Linked DNA regions of Ovis aries: region 2 is linked to region 1. The links are chromatin contacts, called in public Hi-C maps. All regions are on one chromosome and are shown on one strand. The core of a region is the stretch at or near the end of the contact, and the rest is flanking DNA. Distances in the headings are between cores, read along the strand shown. Region 1 holds the start of ELN (elastin). Region 2 holds the start of TMEM270 (transmembrane protein 270).

Region 1 (3,937 bases), core at 907-3,406:
CCCCTGGCCTCCCCTCCCTTCCCCCAGCAGGCACATCTCAGGCCCCGAGCCTCAGCCCCTAACCCTGAGCATCCCCTACCGTCAACAACAAGGGCTGCCTTGGGCTCATCATCTCATCAGAGACGCCCCCGCCAAAGGACCCCCAAATAACACGCACAGGAAGTAAGAGCTGTACACTTACTGTGCACACACAGCTTCAAGACAGTTCTTCTAGCATGCACACCCACCCCCTTCCAAACTCTTGGAGCAGCCATTGCCTGAGACCGTGGAGAGGAAGGGGACAGCCCAGGGTCCCAGGGTGACCCAGCAGAGAGCCAAGTCTAGTAGCTACAAGGCGTGGGGCTTGCAGAACTAACGTTAACAGCAGCAGCCCTGGAACTAAGACCAGGGGACAGAGCATTTCGGAACTGCAGACGCAGTACAGAAATATATGACCTCATCTCACCCATCTTTGCGATAAGCTCCCAGGCAGGAGTATTTATCACCGTATGACAGATGAGGAAACCGAAGTCCTTTGAAGAGGTTACCCTGATAGAAAGTGCTCGAGCCAGAATTTTAATCCTGGGTCCCACCGAGCCCAATGCCTGGCCTCTGGCCCCTGCAGTCCCGGCCTCCCCCGCTGGCCCTGCCGACTGCCTCGGTGCTCCTGGCTGGAAGAGGGGTCCTTTAACTCCTGTCCTCGGACTGGTGACTGTGCTCTCCTCTTATCCTCCCTCTGGATGCAGGGAAAAGCTCTCAGAACTCACGGCCTTGACTCTTCCCCGTCATAAGCTGGGGTAAAGTCAGGTACCAGTCTCCCCCTCCTATCCTCTGGCCCCCAGATTTTTTCCCCACTTAGGTGGGGAGGCATGACCCCCTCATTTCCCACCCCATCTCACCTCCTCAATCCCCAGGGTCCCGATCCCTCAGTCAGGCGAGGACAGCCCAAGTCCTTCTGGAAATGCTGGTCCCAGTTGTTTCAGCTCAGGGCCTCCCCCTCCTGGCCGCCAGAGGAATGTCAGTCCCAGGTATTCTCCTGGGACAAGGAGAAACCTGGTAGTCTGAGGGCTACCAGGTCTGGTTTGGGTTCTAGGGATGCTCGGCGTTGGGACAGGTGGGGGCCGAGTGATTCAGGTGGGGGATGTTGGGCCACTTATCAGTCTGAGTGGGCTCCCCCGCCCCCCTGGTTCTCTGTAGGGCACCTGGGGATCCAGCCTGATCTTAACCAGACACTGTGGCCCGCATAAACTGCAGGGGGCTATATCTTCACCCGTGACAGACGGAGCCCCTGTAATATATCAGTCTCCAATGTGACCCCCCGATGTCCCAGGGAATGACACCAACAGGGTCTCAACCCCCAAGCCATTCTGCCCACAGCCACCTGGCCTCTGCAGACCTGGATCCTAGACCAACCCATCACCCACTCCCCAGCCTCAGGCAGGAGGCTGTGACCTTAACCCACAGAGAATGGAGCCCTGCAGGGCATCAGGGGCCCCTTCCCTGCACCCAGATGCCCCACGGGGGCAGCAGCAACACGGTCTCACCTTCCCAGACATTCTGCCCACAGCCCCGTGACCTCTCCAGACCCTGGCCTGGATGGACCCTGGACCCCAGGTCCAACCAACAGCCCCCTCCCCAGCTTTGGCCTGTCTCTGGCTGGGTCTGGGAGTGTTGAGGGAGTCTGGAGGGCCGAGGTGGGGGGGCAGAGGCGCAGGACAGCTGGCCTGTGTCCCCACACTGGGCCCGGGGCCCAGCCGGAGGGGCGGGGGCCTGGCCACTCAGGCCTTGGCTGGGGCCGGATTTTTGGCCGGGCTGCAGGGCCCTCCCTCCTGCTTCCTCTCCCGAGGGCTGTCCTGGCAGAGGCCCCCCTCGCACTTTCTGGCGGGAACAGGGCCAGCAGCGAAAGAACAGCCGCAGAGGGAAAGCAAGAGAGAGATGGGGGGAAACTCTGTGTGTGTGTGTGCGCGCGTGTGTATGTGCGCGTGTGTGTTTTAAGGGAAAAAAAAAAAAAAAAGAGCCCACAGTCCAGTCCAGTCAGACCCAGCCTGGGAGGCTTGCAAGCCGGCCTTTCGTAATTGCCCCCTCCCCGTGGCCCCCTCCCCGAGGCCGCCCCCTTCTCCCGCCTTCCCGCCCGCCCTCTCTCCCTCCCTCCTTCCCTCGCAGCCGACGAGGCAGCAATTACGCTTTGGGGATAAAACGAGGCGCAGAGAGCGGGCTGGGGCATTTCTCCCCGAGATGGCGGGTCTGACGGCTGCGGCTCGGCGGCCCGGAGTCCTCCTGCTCCTGCTGTGCATCCTTCACCCCTCGCAGCCCGGAGGTAGGCCTCACCCTGTTCCCCCGAAGGACCCGCAGCCCTGGGGCCGCCCGCTCAGGTGGCTGGACCGACCGACGAGAGGGCGCCCTGCCCTCCCAGCACCCTCAAGAGGGGGCCCAGGCAGGAGCCCCTCAGCCACTGGACCCTCGGAACCACCCCTCCTGGGAGCCAGCCGTGCAGAGCAGAAACCTGTCATACGTTTGCCCCGAGACTCAGAATGGTCCCAGACCAGCGCCGGCTTCTGCTGCCCCCACAGAGCGGATGAACCTTGCTCTGTCCTGGGGGGCTCTCTCAGGATGGGGGTCCCGAGCACGCTGGGGAAGGGCTGACGAGGTCCCTTTGGGTCTGTGAGCACCGGCAGTTGGCACACCTGTGGACCCAGTGGTTGTGCACACGTGCCCCAGGGACAGGGGACCTGGGCTGCAGGCCAGCTCTGCGGCAGTGAGCTCTCTGACCTCGGCAGGTTCCTCGTCCCCTGGGAAGTCGGGACCTGCTCCGGGTGATGTCAGGGTTAAGTTGATTGCAGGATTGCGGGTTGGAAAGCTGCCGCTGTGGTCTGTCCCTGATGAGAAAGGCTGGGACTTCTGAGCATGTGTGTAAGTGTGTGAATGTGCGTGTGTGCACGAGTGTGTTACATGCCCTTGCGCAGGTATGCATGGTCTGTATATGTCCGATCGTGTCATCAGATAAAGGAAGAGGCTTCTGGGAGGGGATGAATGTTCACAGGTTCATCCCCGGACAGGTGTGTGTGTTTGTGTGTGAGTGTGTGTGTGTGTGTGTGTGTGTGTTGGAAGGAGGAGTGTTATAGGATATGCGAAAGTGCCTGTTAGCATGTGCAAAAGTCTGCCACCCAACAGGCGTGTCCCCAGAGGCGATCTGGTGTCCAGGTGTCACTGGGTGTGGTTTGTCACTGAGCACGTGCGTGCGTGTGAGTGTGTGCATGCAAGTGTGTGTGGTATGGAACACCAGCGAGGACAAGGAAGCTGGAGGAGGTATCTGTCTCCTGGCAGAGGGAGAGCCCTGAGTGCTGGGAGCCTGCGTGAACCTGGGGGCACCCCTGGGCCGCCTGGCATGCTCCCTGCCCTGGTCCCAGAGGACGCCCCTCTCCGGGTTGCTACGCGCCTTGGGGGGGACTCTGGGAGTGGTCCCCCAGCGTCCCCCGGAGGTGCTCCTGGCCGTGGGGAGAGAGAGGTGCAGGCAGGCTCCTGAACCTTTGGTGGGGTAGCCTGGGTGGGGTCTGGTTTCCAGGAGAGTCCTCTTTGCCGTGAGAACCAGTGGGGTCCAGTGTCGGGATGGGGGGGAGCCACTGGGTGGAACAGGGCCAGGCTGGAGGGCAGGAGCAGGAGCTGGGCAGGGGCAGCAGCTGTTTCCGTGAGATTGACCAGCAGGGCAGGACCGCTGGGAGCAGGGGCTTCCTGCACAGAGGTCAGCTCCCGAATCTGGACAAAGCTGAGGGATGCTGGCGCAGCATCAGGTGGGGCCCTGCGGGGGGCAGAGAGACCATCCCAGGGCAGCAGCCGTCCCCGGGCCTGAGATGGCAGCTCGGGTCCCATCTGAACCTCCTCCCCGGAGTCTGGCCCCTGAACACCTGCCTTCCCAGAGACGGCTCCTCGCTAGAGCATGACACCTAGCCCCCGCAGAAAC
Region 2 (3,937 bases), core at 908-3,407, 140 kb before region 1:
TCCGGAAAGCTCCCTCCCATCCTTCAAAACTTAGCTGAAGGAGGCCTTTTTGAACCCCAGCTTCCCCTCAGGGCTATAGCGTTGGGGGACTGTAGAGGGTGGTGGGGGAGGGGTAAGGGCAGCGGACGGAGCCGAGGGACTTTGCACCCTCCTCGAAATGGACCCCAGCTGTCGCCCCGGGAGAGGACACAAATGGGCGAACGGGGCCCATCCTGGGCAGGGGTCACCTCTGACCTTCCAGGGACTCTTTATGGCGGGTTGTATCCTGCACGAGGGTCCTCGCGGAGAAAGGGAGTGAGACTGCTATTGTGCCCTGCACTCACGGGCCACCAGAGGGCGCGCTTTTAAAAAATTTCTAAGTGGCTTGAGAGCCTCATCCTTGGAGCATCTCTGGGCACTTGCTGGGACCCAGACAGCAAAGCATTGTAGGAAAGGCTGTGATCAAGGTTCTGCATTCTCTCAGAATTCTAAGACTTTAACTCTGATCCACGGCTTCCAGAAACCTCTCTTCCAGGCAGCCTGTGGCCCCCCAGGGGTCTCGCCCAGTAAATTGCCCCCTTACCCTCTCTGAATGCCTTTCTCCAAGACGCTCTGAAGACTTTTGTGGGCACGTTTTCTCTCCCCTGCCCTCATCTGAGTCTTGGAAGCCACTGACGCATCACTCAGATCAGAGAATAAAGGTTATAGCTGACTTCTCTACTTTGTGATGAGACCAATCTTTTAGCAAAATACAAGAAGGATGAGAGGGGGTTAGGTAGGAGCTTTCAGAGTTGGGTGGTTGAGGCTTCCATCTGCCTGCAAGCGTCCTGTCGCCTGCGGCCCTGGGGTGAAGATCTCTGTCTCCTGGGTCTCTGGTCCTTTAGGCTTTGGAAGGAGGTGGGAGGTACAGCATCTTTGGGCTGCCTTCGCTGCCTGTGCCGGGCTGACCGGAAGTTTGTGGAGTTGATGTCTCTGGGAGCAGTCTCCCATCAGGAAGGCGACAGGATGCGGAAGACAAGTACCCCAGTTCTTGAGAAGTGATGGGGCAGGAGGCAAGGAAAGGGGAGACTTTCGTGGCAACTGGGTCCCCACGGTAACTTGGTCCCCACCCTGCGGTGTCTGTGAGGTCACCCTGCTTCTTCCACTGGAGAAGCGAAAGGAGGGCCAGACATGGAGGCAGTCCCTCCGGTCAGATCCAGCCTCTCGGGGACTCTGCTGCTGGTGGTGAAGCTGTCCACACTGGTGAGGGGGAGTTGATGAGGGCCAGGGGGGCGAGGGCCAAAGCTGCTGCTGGATGCCGCTGGTGAAATGAGGTGGCTGCCCTCCTCCTGGAGTAATCCCATAGCTTTCAGAAGCCTCACCCCCAAGCCGCAGAGCCGCAGAGTTTTCTTTAGAGCACCCCCCTTTTTCAAACCTTCCCACCCCTCTTTTTCAAACATGACCTTAGTCTGGAGGGTGGTAAATAACCATTGAAACCCAAAGGAAAGGGAATTTCCTGGTGTTCCAGCGGTTAAGACTCTGTGCTTCCCCTGCAGGGGACACCGGTTCGATCCTTAGTCAGGGAACTAAGATCCTGCAAGCCACCTGGTGTGACTAAAAAAAAGGCGGGGGCGGGGGGGGGGAAAAAAACCCAGAGGAAAGAAAATCAAATATAATATGAGACACCTACTAAATCTCCCTCCTGAGAATGGAGTCCTTCCAAGTGGACAGATAAAGATCACTCATGAGGTGGGGGAAACAGGCCTTGAGAAGGGGAGGGCCTGGCCCCGGATGGCCTGGCAGCCACACCCGCACCGTAAAGCCCGGGACAGTCAGGCCCCTGTGGCAAGTGACCAGCAACGGGTGACAACGGTCTCCCCTTCCTGTAGCTCGTCCAGAACCGGGCCCACCTCTACAACTTCCTGCTCCTCAAGATCTTCCTCTTCAACCACTGGCTGTCGGGGCTGACCCGGGAGGCCCAGGGGTCCCACCCCCCCCCCAGGATCGCCGGCTGCCCCGTGGGCCGGGTTCTCCGGGCTGGGCTGACGCTGCTAGAGGTCCCTGTGTGCCTGGCCCTGCGGGTGCCCAGGCTGGTGTGGACAGGCCTGCTGGGCTGTGCCCGGGCCTTGGGCCTGGCCCCGAAGTGGCTGGGGGCCTGGGAGCAGCTGGGCCTGTCTGCAGCCACCTGGACGGACCTGTTCCTGTCGTGTCTGCACAGCCTGATGCTGGCTGCGTTGCTGTTGCTGCTGCTGGTCTGGAGACTGTACCGGAAAGCCCAGTGCTGCAGCCTGGGCTGGCTGCCCAGGAAGGTGGGTGAGGGCGGTTGCCGGCTGGGCTGGGGAGCGCAAACCTGGGACACTGGGCCTGGGCTGGGCTGGGGGGTCATGGGGGGAGCACCTAGCGGCCAGGCAGTATGGCTTGTGAGCTCTGGACAGCCGCCTGCCCATCCACTTGCCCCCCCCCCCCCCGCCGCCCCCAGGCTCTGCTGGAGAACTGCGTGGTGCAGAGGTCACTGGCGCTGCTGAAGAGTCTGTACTGGTGGGTGGAGAGCACAGTAGCACTCACCTCCTGGCACCTGGCCTACCTCATCACCTGGACCACCTGCCTTGCCTCCCACCTGCTGCAGGCCGCCTTTGAGCACACAGCCCAGCTGGCCCAGGCCCAGGAGGCTGAGCCCCAGAAGGCCTTGGGGCTCTCGCCTGAGACCCCGCCCCCTGGGTCCCCAGCCCCCGAGGCCAGGCCAGTCCTGCCAGAGCCTGGAGAATAAATGTATCCCCTGTGCCTCCCCTGTCTGGTCTGGCCTGGGGTCTCACCCTCGGTCCCTCTTCCATACTGGGCTGGAGGGGTGTGCGTGTGCGTGTGTGGGCATGCACTCACACGTGCATTTATGGGGGTGCGTGTGTCCTCTGGGGCTTCCCAGGTGGCTCAGTGTTAAAGAATCTACCTGCCAAAGCTCTCGATCCCTGGGTGGGGAAGATCTCCTGGAGGAGGAAATGGCAATCCACTTTAGTATTCTTGCCTGGGAAACCCCATGGACAGAGGAGCCTGGCGGGCTACAGTCCGTGGGGTCACAAGGAGTTGGACAGGACTTGGTGACTAAGCCGTGTGTGCCCTAGGGCTTCCTCTAGGAAGGAAATCGCTTTCTGTGAGCACCCGCTTTGTGCCAGGTAACCCTCTCAGGCATCTTCTAAGGAAAACACAAAACAAAAAAAGACTATAGCCTGCCAAGCTCCCCTGTATATGGGATTCTCCAGGCAAGAGTACTGTTGTGGGTTGCCATTGCCTACTCAGGGAATCTTCCCCACTCAGGAATCAAACCCAGGCCTCCTGCATTGCAGGCAGATTCCTTACTGTCTAAGCCACCAGGGAAGCCCCCTCAGTCGCTTTACACACATAGTTTTGTTTAAATCACTTACCAGCGCAGACATCCAGATGCGATTGAGCCTAGAAGCTTAAACATCCATTCCCTCGGTCCCAGAATAAGTCAGAGCAAGAACCAGAACTGGACCCAATTTTTTGTTTGTTTGTTTGTTTCCTAGAATCCCTCACTTCATCTGCGTCCATGCGCCTTCTTCCTGAGACTGCTGATGCCCAAGGTTTTTAGGGACGATGGGTAGTTAGAGACTCTGGCCTCTGGGGGGTGCCAGGGCCTCACGTTTCAGAGATTTAGGAAACTGAAGAAAGGAGTTATTCCTGAGCCAGTCTGCAGCTGGCCTGTGCATCCATTTATACACTTGGTCACTCATGTCCCCACTCATCCATCCATCTGTCCACTCAAACACCTGTCTCTCAGCCTGTCTACCTACTCACCCACCTGTCCATCCACCCTGCCTGCCTGCCGGCCTGCTAAGCCGCTTCAGTCATGTCTGACCCTTTGCAACCCGTGGACTGTAGCTCCCCAAGCTCCTCTGTCCATCGGATTCTCCAGGCAAAAACACTAGAGTGGGTTGCCATGCCCTCCTTCAGGGGCTCTTCCTGA

The links. A called contact is a pair of places that touch in the nucleus more often than the background predicts.
Region 2: a Hi-C map of muscle shows a contact between it and region 1, with 6 times the contacts expected there. The contact joins the promoter of TMEM270 here to the promoter of ELN in region 1. A contact is called at or near these places in 5 of 16 Hi-C or Micro-C datasets (hypothalamus, liver, mixed tissues and 2 more).

Annotation. Positions count from the first base shown.
Region 1 is chr24:33,769,183-33,773,119 of ARS-UI_Ramb_v3.0, reverse strand. It overlaps ELN (elastin), which reads left to right and starts at 2,156. Exons shown (of 33, transcript XM_060405909.1): 1 at 2,156-2,296. The coding sequence starts at 2,215.
Region 2 is chr24:33,906,012-33,909,948 of ARS-UI_Ramb_v3.0, reverse strand. TMEM270 (transmembrane protein 270) reads left to right here and starts at 2,157. Exons shown (of 6, transcript XR_009598392.1): 1 at 2,157-2,267.